Regions from separate parts of the Mus musculus genome. Here all the other regions are linked to region 2. Evidence: chromatin contacts called from public Hi-C data. All regions are on one chromosome and are shown on one strand. Each heading gives the region's core, a stretch centred on a gene start, on an enhancer-like site or on the middle of the called end of the contact. The rest is flanking DNA. Distances are from core to core; before and after follow the strand shown. Region 1 has its middle 100 kb from the start of Gm31240. Region 2 overlaps 1700023F02Rik (RIKEN cDNA 1700023F02 gene). Region 3 has its middle 63 kb from the start of Gm40677.

Evidence for each region. Hi-C and Micro-C count contacts between places; a contact is called where the count stands out from the background.
Region 1: a Hi-C map of cerebellum shows a contact between it and region 2, with 2.7 times the contacts expected there. The contact joins two enhancer-like sites. A contact is called at or near these places in 4 of 484 Hi-C or Micro-C datasets (brain, cerebellar granule neurons and cerebellum).
Region 3: a Hi-C map of cerebellum shows a contact between it and region 2, with 2.3 times the contacts expected there. The contact joins two enhancer-like sites. A contact is called at or near these places in 3 of 484 Hi-C or Micro-C datasets (cerebellar granule neurons and cerebellum).

The regions. Positions count from the first base shown.
Region 1 is chr10:66,639,864-66,643,373 of GRCm38.p6, reverse strand. No RefSeq gene overlaps it. Among named protein-coding and RNA genes, the nearest start is that of Gm31240, 100 kb to the left of the region's middle. Within about 2 kb of position 2,178, at least 17 of the 459 cell types and tissues checked have an H3K27ac peak or open chromatin away from gene starts, as enhancers often do. A contact at or near this core is called in cerebellar granule neurons and cerebellum, where this site is marked.
Region 2 is chr10:66,180,134-66,183,324 of GRCm38.p6, reverse strand. The region is part of intron 2 of 1700023F02Rik (RIKEN cDNA 1700023F02 gene); the gene reads left to right. Among named protein-coding and RNA genes, the nearest start is that of Gm22829, 11 kb to the right of the region's middle. Within about 2 kb of position 1,899, at least 2 of the 459 cell types and tissues checked have an H3K27ac peak or open chromatin away from gene starts, as enhancers often do. A contact at or near this core is called in cerebellar granule neurons and cerebellum, where this site is marked.
Region 3 is chr10:66,573,368-66,576,744 of GRCm38.p6, reverse strand. No RefSeq gene overlaps it. Among named protein-coding and RNA genes, the nearest start is that of Gm40677, 63 kb to the right of the region's middle. Within about 2 kb of position 1,739, at least 7 of the 459 cell types and tissues checked have an H3K27ac peak or open chromatin away from gene starts, as enhancers often do. A contact at or near this core is called in cerebellar granule neurons and cerebellum, where this site is marked.

The DNA.
Region 1 (3,510 bases), core at 929-3,428, 460 kb before region 2:
TGGCCAAAGCCCCTGGGGCTGCTGTGCCCTTTAGCTAAGGCAGACTGAAGCTGGGGGCGAACTGATTATTGAGGTAGACAGCATGATTAAGGTGTTTTATGCATAAGTACTGTTAATTATTCAAATGTTTGTAGGTCCTATTGCAGTCAATAAAACCCGGTTAATTCATTTAAAGGCAGCACTATGTTTAGATTCTGTCTTGTAACTACTTATTTCTCAATTGAGCAGTACAAAAATTACATGGACTCATTATACATTCTGGAGGGGTCCCTTAGCTTAAATTTTAGTCTGAAATTTGAATTCTGTGGGACTAGTAGATCCTCAGAGAGTCAGTCCAAATCCCACTGAGTACAATTCCAAAATGGGCTTTATGTTAATTGGGGATCAAAATTACAGAATTATTCTAGAAATGATTGATTATCTCATTGTAGCTGACAGCTGTGCTAATTGATTCATCTTAGAAACACAGAGTCAACAAGAGATCTTTTCAATAATAAAGATATGTTAATCACCCGCATGCAAAATAGTCTCTCTTGTCTGATACCGGAAAATCTCTGCTCTCTCTAGGAAAGTGTTTTTTTTTTTTTAATTATTAGATTTTTTTTTTTATTTACATTTCAAATGTTATCCCCTTTCCTGGTTTCCCCTCTGAAGACCTCCTCCCCTCTTCCTCCTCCCCCTTCCTCCTGCTCACCAACCTACCCACTCTTGCTTCCTGGCCCTGGCATTCCCCTATACTGGGGCATAAAGCCTTCACAGGACCAAGGGCCTCTCTTCCCATTAATGTCCAACGAGACCATCCTCTGCTACATATGCAGCTGGAGCCATGAGTCCCACCATGTGTACTCTTTGGTTGGTGATTTAGTCCCTGGGAGCTCTGGGGGTACTGGTTAGTTCATATTGTTGTTCCTCCTATGGGGCTGCAAACCCCTTCAGCTCCTTGGGTCCTTTATCTAGTGTCTTCATTGGGGACCCTGTGACCAGTCCAATGGTAGGCTTCGAGCATCCACCTCTGTATTTGTCAGGAACTGGTGGAGCCTCTCAGGAGACGGCTATAACAGGCTTAAAAAGTGATTTCTTTACAATTGTCTCTGTGCAAGTATGCGTCTATGTATATACGCACACAAGCATGGGCTTGCAGATGCGTGCTGGGACAGAAGGTGCACTGGATCTCTTGGTGCTGGAGTGACTGGTGGCGGTTTTGAGCTGCCTGATTTAGGTGCTGGAAACTGAACTCAGACCCTCTGGAAGAGTTTCAAGGTCTCTTTACCATTGAACCACGCCATCAGTGCCAGGAAGATTTGTGGTAAAATCTGCTATTTAAATCTTGATCTGTGTATCTACTAGCCATATGTCCCTAGCTGAGCTATCTAACTGTCTTGAACTGGATAAAGCCCTTTAAAAGTGAAGATAAAACTATTCCTCTTGAAGTAATGTTGTGCAATATAAAACACAATCACCCGGGACCCCACAATCTTGTCTGGCAGAAAGAAAGTCTTTAAAAGAAAACGTGTGGAGTACTCCTGGGTCCCTTAAGCAATCTCGTTTAAGGCAAAGGTACGGAAAAAAAAAAGCAAAATAAATTAATACTTGGCTTACAAATAAGATGTTACAATTTAAACATCCGGTCAACGGCAGTTGGCGTCCCATACTCAAGTGCCAACTTGAGCTAGGAGGCTTATTCAGCCCATAAACGAGCCATGTGGTTCCACCACCTGCAAGGCGATTCCCATCTCTCTGAAACTATTTGTGTTCTGTCCGGGTTCTTCCCTTTCTTTCTGAACAAGCTCAGAGAATATTGTTCATCAGCTCTCCCTCCAGCAGCCGACAGTGCGAGTCCCTGAGGCCCTTCTCTTGTGAGGTCGTGAGAACTTGAATGGTTCGAACGTGCGTTCAAAATCGTTTATTTGAAATGCTTTCCCACTTTGGTGAGGAGCGGAGGCACAGATGGCTGAGGCAGGATGCCTGCCAGCTCTTTCCTCACGCCAGGCGTCAGGTGAATCCAGGCTGTTGGGGGAAGGCTGGATGGGAAAGAACCCAGCGAGAGCTTGGCTTGGTTTGGCCTCTGCTTCCACTGTGAAAAGCAGCTGTTTTGGGTGACCAGAGAGACCTTTACTTGTGTGTAAGACTGATGTGTGAAATACTTGCTGCTCTGCGAACCCTGAATAACGGGGGTGATTATCTCTATTGGTTCGTTCAGCAACTGCTCTGTTGGATGCCCTGGCTTGGCTGGGAATAACCCGGTGGCTTGGAGACTGGAGCCTGCCCCTAAGCAGAAAGCTGCCAGCCTACAGGTTTCCCAGCCTCACCTGCTGTTCACTGCTTTGCCAAGCGCCCCAGTGGCTGGCTACTTGCCTCTCTTCCCTGAAGCAGCAAGGAAAGTTGTTTCAGATTTCCTCCTCCCCTGATCTGAGGGCTCCAAAGCAGCAGCTCCAGTTGCTTCCAGATGCTTCATTGACTCCTTCCTAAACATTGCTAACCTCCCGCTGAGTTAACCAACTTCTTTCAGGACCCCGTGGCTCAGAGGAGTTCTGGGTCTCAGAGGGATGGGATCGCTGTGGGGATACGGGAGAAAGAGAAGCCAGAAAAGCCTGCTGGTTAGCTAGGGGCTATGTCAGATTCATTGACAGCTCCAGGCATCCCGTTAGCCTGCTTGAGTGGCCCTAACAAATACTACCGATGGGGTGCTAAAACCATAGAAATCATTATTTCAGCAGCTCTGCAAGCTAGATGACCCAGGCAAAGTACTGTTTTCTTTTCGAGGGCCGAGAGTACCTCTTTCATCCCTCTCACCCCGTTTCTGACACCATGCAACCCAGGCTCATAGATTATCCATCCATCTCTGCTGCCTTCATCACTACTGGATGTGAATGTATGAATCTATTTCTAAATTTCCCTTCTGCATAGTTCTAGTCACATGGGTGACCCACTAGCACCGCTCCTAACGACCCCAGTTGAATTTGATCATACGTTTGTTCGTAAAGACTCTATATGCAGTTAAAGCCACATTCTAAAGTATTGGGGAGTGAGAACTTTAGTCTGTGATTTCAGGGTACATAGTTTAACCTAGTAACAATCCTCTTCAGACACAGCCATGCTCCCCAGTAAAAATTATCCTCTCTCAGTTTCTGTAGTGATTTTTTATTAGATATTTTCTTTATTTACATTTCAAATGTTATCCCCTTTCCTAGTTTCCCCTCCGAAAATCCCCTATCCCCACCCCCTCCCCCTGTTCCCCAACCTACTCACTCCCATTCCTGGTCCCCTATACTGGCATTCCCCTATACTGGGACATAGAGCCTTCACAGGACTTAGGGCCTCTCCTCCTATTGATGATCTTATTGCTTTCTTCTTACTCTTCACTGACTTGTGGGTCCCACTGCCTCATGACCTCCACTTCTGTATTCCTCTCTAGATCTCAGGCTCTTTGGGAAGCATTAAAACTCCCATAGAATCTCACTGACTTGGTCACTTACAAGTCTAACGTATGCTTATGTTTCCCAGAACCTA
Region 2 (3,191 bases), core at 650-3,149:
CCTCCTGCTGGTTCTTTTTCTTGTCCCAGTTGGTGAGCCTGCTGCTTCTTACGTACATGCATATGTTACTCTATTTCCTACTTTCCTTACTCTGTCTCTTACTGTCTCTCTCATTCGCTCATGATCTCTGTTCTAGTTTTGTGACCTAAACACACACAGACACATACACACAATCACATCTAGGGTGAGTCTATTTTCTGACAATCATGAATAGTGCTGAGTGAATGTGGATGTAGTAGTATCTCTGTGGTATGTTGCCTGATAGGGTTTTCAAAACTAAGTATACCTGAACCATACGGTTGTTCTTTATGTTTATTTATTGAAAATCCTCTACATAGATTTCCATATTGGCTAGACCAGTTTACACTTCTACTGATAGTAAATAAGGATGCCTCCTTCTCCACATCTTTGTGAGCATTCATTGTCATCTGTTTACTTGATAGTAGCCATTCTGACTGGGGAGGTAGAATCTATAATTTGTTTTAATTTACATCTCTCTTGTGGCTAAGAATATTGAACATTTTAAAAGATTTTTTGACAGCTTGTATTTATTTATTTATTTATTTATTTATTTATTTATTCTTTGAGAGCTCTGGTTCTTTAGCCTAAATATCAAAAGGCAGTTTTGTGTTGTTGTTGCTTAATTTGGCTGTTTTTAATATATCTTCAATATTAATTCTCTGTCAGATATGTAGACAGCAAATTTTCCCTTTCCATAGTGTCCCATTCGGGTTTTTGGTTGCCTTTCTTGTGCCAAAGTCTCTCAATGTCATGCAACCCTGTTTATCAATTCTTCATTATTTCTTGTGCTATATGAAAATCCCTGATTATATCCCGAAGTGTTTTATGTATGTTTTCTCTAATGGTTTCACAGTTATGGGTAGTACATTAAAGCTTTTGATACCTTAGGAATTAGCTATAGTGCAGCATGAGAGATACTGATCTGGCTTCATTTGTCTACTTGGGAGCATCTCCTTTTCCAAACTCCATGGTCCTGAGGAATGTGTACGACCACTGTGTACCCAAGATAATCTCTTCATCTTCAAATACTTATCTGCAGACTGACCTGACTCAGTTATAGGAACATGGAATATACTTGGATATTTCAGTCATTGTGTGCTACTTTAGGCTTCTTCTTCTCTGTGATGGGAAAGGACAAGACAATTTTAAATCATTTAAGTTTATTTAGGACGAGCATGCCTCAATGAGTGGTCATTATTCTTCATACTTGAAAATAATTGAGAAGAAGATTGGTTATTTTACTGGGCAGTAGAGACCATCACAAGGGGGAGGGAAGGGAGAGAGGGGAGGGGGGAGGGGAAAAAGGGGAGGAGCAGTAGAGGGAGCGGAATAGAGCAAGCGAAGATCGAGCCATGCAGAGGTAATATAGAAGATAGAAACACATGTTTTGTTTTTAAATATTGAGTAGAGGAACCCAATTCACGAATACTCAGAATCATAGGAAATGAGGAGGAAAGAATCTGAATGACAGGACACTGGCTGCACAACATATCATTGGAAAATGGCATGATCAGAGCAATGGATATGAGAAATGAAGTCATAGTAATTTGTAGATTCCTTTTATCACATTCACTTCCCTTCACCCCGTGTGTATGTGTGTGTGTGATTTTGTGCTTTCACAGTGTTAAATCCACCAAGTCCTAGATGAGATGCTTAGGTGTATAAGCTTTCAAGTGTGTGACAATTAGTCTGCTAGTTGACTACTTGGTGCATGAGAAATCACCTATCACAGAGAACTTAAGGCATCGATCTATTTAGTCTTGATTCCAAATGAAGTAGCCAGTGGGAAGTTTCTGGAAATCTGTTGGGCTTGGCAGGGCTCTCTTGTGTGCCTGTAGTCAACTGCCAGGTTGCCAGGTGGCTTTACTGGCCCCATTTGGGCTCTCTTTCATGTGCATTAGGCCCCCAGCTGAGACATCTGTCCCAATTTACTGTCCTATGCATGTCTCATCCTAAGAGCCAAACTGGTCATATCCTGTTCTTTTTGAGATTATAACGAAATTACATCATTTCTGCTTTCCCTTTCCTCATTCTCATATACTTCTCCTCTCTGTCTTTCAAATACATGTCCTCATTTATCATTAATTGTTGTTATATGTCTATATGAGTGTGTATATATATGCATTCCTAAATATATATGCACACACACAAATATATATATATATATATATATATATATATATATATATATATCACAAACATAAAATTATATGTTACATTTTTTTTCAGAGATTACCGTCTTGGTATTTTGGTATTGGATAACCAATTCATGAGCTCTTCTCTGGGAAAGGCTTTCGCCTCTTTTAGCATTCCTTAGTTGCCTGTAGTTTTTGTATGGGTTTGAGGCCTTGTGGGTTTTCTCCCTGACTTCCTTAGCATGTTTTATTGTTTAAATCTTTGTTCTCCATTTTTAGCTCATGTTTAGGTAGTCATGCTGGTGAGACTTTATAGGTGTAGCTTCTGACATTACTATGAGGCACAATCTCACAGCAAACTCCCTGATCCTCTGCCTCTTCTAATCTTTTGGCCTCCTCTTATACAATGCTTCCTGAGCCTTAAATGTGGAAATTGTATTGTATGCAAAAACATTGGAACTGGGATATAGGACTCTGTTGGTTATAGTTTTCTGTAATTAACTGTGTCTGTTGCAAAGAGAGACTTCCTTGATTAGGAATGAAGACTATATTTTTCTGTGGGTATAAAGATAAACATTTAAAATATAGTTATGGATTATGTTGTTTTAGTAAAGTGGTGACTATAGGTTCTATTCGAATAAGCATGGTTTTACTAGCCTTGGGTAGTTGGATAGGTTTCTAGAACTAGGCATGTTTTCCCTCTTGTCGAGTGGGTCTTAAGTCAAATTAGAGAGCTGTTGGTTACTACCAATGTATGCATGCCATTACGGCACCCTTAGGGTTCTCCTGCCTTGCTGGTTGTTGGTTATTGTTAACAGGAGATACAACTGGGTATGACAGTTGGATGCTTCTCTCCTTTAGAAACTTGCATGGTATCTTCTAGTAACATGAAAGCTAGTTTTTAGGGGGAAAGCATTCAGGCCAATTTTAGCTCAGATGTCTTTGAGCTCTGTATATGAAGTCCATGGTTTCTTTAGCAATAGAGACTTACTTTCCACCTCTAGTGGGCAACCAAGGGAAATACCAATAGCCTTG
Region 3 (3,377 bases), core at 490-2,989, 390 kb before region 2:
GGGGACTCTTGGCTGGATTGGTTCATGTTGAACTGGAAAGGACCTTGAGTGACCTTGGAATCAAATCTACGGGGCTTTGAGGGACTTTGTCAATTGAACTAAATGAAGTAGGTATGCACACTCATCTTTCTCTATTTCCACAAGACAGATATGATACAACCAAATACCTCAACTCCTGCCTTCATGACGTCTATGCCAGGAAAGACGGAGCCCTCAGACTGTGAGACAAGATAAACCTTCCCCTTCCTTAAGTTGTTTTTGCCAGGCGTTTTGTCATAGCAACAAAATGCAACTATCTATTGGCCACTGTGGAATTGCTATGAGCTGGTTGGCACAGACCTCATGGTGAGAGTTAAGTGTCAAGACCTGTACCCTGCAACCAAAAGTCTGCTCACCTGAAAAGCTTATCTTCCAGAGGAATTATCTTTTTTTCGGGGGAGGGTACTGTTAGTAAAATTTAAATATCATTTAAAAAATGAACATTGGTCAGGAAGTTCTACATAATGCTTGTTATTGCAGGAAGGGAGCCTTGGGTCTTCTGTTTCATGTTTTTCCTGTTGCTATGAGAAATCACCAGAAGCAAAGCAAACTCAAAGAAGGAAAGGTTCTTTTTGGCTAATCATTTCTTGGGGGAAGAAGATCCACCCTGGTGAGGAAGGGATGGAAGCTGGCCAACAGACAGCTTGTTATCTGCAATCAGGAGAGAGGACAGAGTGAGAGTAAGAGGGCAAGAGAGCAGAAAAGCTAGAGAAGAGAGAGATGGAGGGAGAAAGGGGGGGAAGGGGAAGGGAGAGAGTGAGGAGGAAGGGAGAGAGGGAGAAAAAGCAAGAGGCGGGGAGGGAGGGAGGGAGGGAGGGAGGGAGGGAGAGAGAGAGAGAGAGAGAGAGAGAGAGAGAGAGAGAGAGAGAGAGAGAGAGAGAGAGAGAGAGAGAGAGAGAGAGAGAGAGAGAGAGAGAGAGAGAGAGAGAGAGAGAGAGAGAGAGAATATATGCTCACTTTTCTTTTTTATTCAGGTCAGGATTCCAGCCCATGGAAGAGCTCACAGTTAGGTTAGGTCTTCCTACCTCAACTCAATGCAGAGACTCCCTCATTTAGACATTTCCAGAAGCTTGTGTCCATGATGCTTTTAGTTGATAATCTTTACTTTCCCACCACCTTTAAAGTTGTGGGTATAATGTCCAGCCCAGGAATTATTAAGAACGTTCAAGCTCAGACTGCACTTAACTAAATTACCCTTCATCCACTATGAGATTGTTGTCACGTTTTCCACTCTATAGACAGAAGCCTTTGCAATTCGTCTCATTTGTAACATCTCCATCCTTTAAAGTACTTGTCTCTTCACCCTGACATTCCAAACTGGTTCAGCGAGACACAAAGATGTCTCCGAAGGCGGTGGGACTATTAATGCTCAGGTTTAATGAAGTGACAAATCTGATTTCGACAACACTGGCTTACCGTGGGAAAAGTGCCAAACCTAGAATCAGTTTAATTCAATGAAAGCGATGCCTTGTGTAAACTCTACATATCAAATGGCCCCATGTGTGTGTGTGTGTGTGTTTGTGTGTGTGTGTGAATGCATACATGAAAATTATGCAAATATAATAGCACGAATGTAGGTCAGTTTGGAGTAGGCTTTTCATGCCTGCTGATTTTATTTTGCTATTCCTATCTCGAACTGTAGGTGCCAGCAGAGACTTGAGGAATTGCTTCTGCATGTCTCAAACCCCTTTCAAGATGTGTTAATGACTAGGAATGGCCTTGAGCCCAGGCAATCTTGAACTGACTTTACATTCCCAAGCCACAGTTGGCATCCCTTCACAGTTTTGCATTGTACTCTTGTGGTCAGAAGTGAGCACACATCTGTGGTCTGGGAACCTTACAGTGTCTTTTAAATAGGATTTTCCTTATTGGGTGACTGTCTCTGCTCTTTACTGGGGACCCACAGGTACCCCATATAGACTTCTGCTTTTGTTGCCAGTGCCCTGCCCCACCACATCTATTTGTCATACATTTAAGCTTCTTTTGGATCCCAGAGGTTTCTCCAAGATGAATGTATCAAACTTGGCCTAACTCTTGAGTCCTTTGCACCCAGACCCGTTCCCCCAGCCCCAGGGCACAGTATACTTGTATACCTGATACAGACAATCCTGCTGGGCTTCTGATTTGTCTTTAAGTTCTATAATGGATGACACACCACCTTTCTATCCACTAAATATCCCAATCTGTAAGTTAATGGTGCATAGACTTTCACTGTTCTTCCTCATGGAGTGCCATGAAACCACAAAAGAGGGTAAAAGGGAACAGGCTATGTCCTTGAAGACATTTGGGAAGGTATTAGTTAGGCCATTGACAAAATATGCGTGATAGTCATTGCTACAAATAGCCAGCTACACAATCCACATAATTTGCCTGCTTAATATTTTACCTCTATGTTCCAACTCTTCCTAATTTGGATCTATAATAGTCTCATAATCCTGGTCAGCACTATAGCCGTAGATTTCTCTAGACCACCTGTATTAGTTATTCTCTTCATTGTTATAACTAAATACCTGACAGAAAGTGATGTAAGAGGAAAGGTTTGTCTTGGTTCACAGTTCCAGAGTCCAGGTCATAGTATGGACTCATGGCGGTAGGAGCCGCAGACAGCAGCCCAATGCAGCTGGTCACAAGGAACCTACAGCCAGGAAGCAGAGAGAGATGCATGCTGGGGCTCAGCTCACTTCCTCCTTTTCAGCCTGGGACTCCACCCATAGGATGTCATCCGTCATCTTCATTCAGGGTGAATATTCCTTGCTCATTTCAATATTTCTAGAAACACCCAATAGCTATGCCCAGAGGCATGTTTCCATGGTGATTCTAAACTAGTAAAGTTGACAGTGAACATAAACCATCACGTTGTATTTGCTTCTGTTGGGAACCTGCAGGGAAAATTGCTGAATTTAAACTACTTTAAATTTTATTGGTGAGTGAATTCAGTTCACAAGTTGATGTGGTGATTAGTTTCCGTTCGTATTTTGTCTAACCTAAAACTATTACCTAAACCGCTGTTCCATCGCCACCAAAGTGGAGGCGAATGTTTCCTCTGTGGGAAATTTACTTCTTGATGAGCTTTAGACTGGAATGTAGATTTTTGGATCTCCATTTCTCAGTTGAGGAATCCGGGTAGATTCTTTTACTAGGGTAGGTTTCCTTTCTCAGGGGCACCATGAATGGTGAATCTTATCTGATAGCATGGGTGCAACAAGTACTTAATTCTATTTCGGGACACAAGGAAAAAGGCAGAAGAGTGCATATCTGACTGTCAATGTGAGGTCCCTGAACAGTGAGACAAAAGGGAAGGCGAGAGGAGGGGCAAGAAAAGAAGAGAAAAAAAGAGT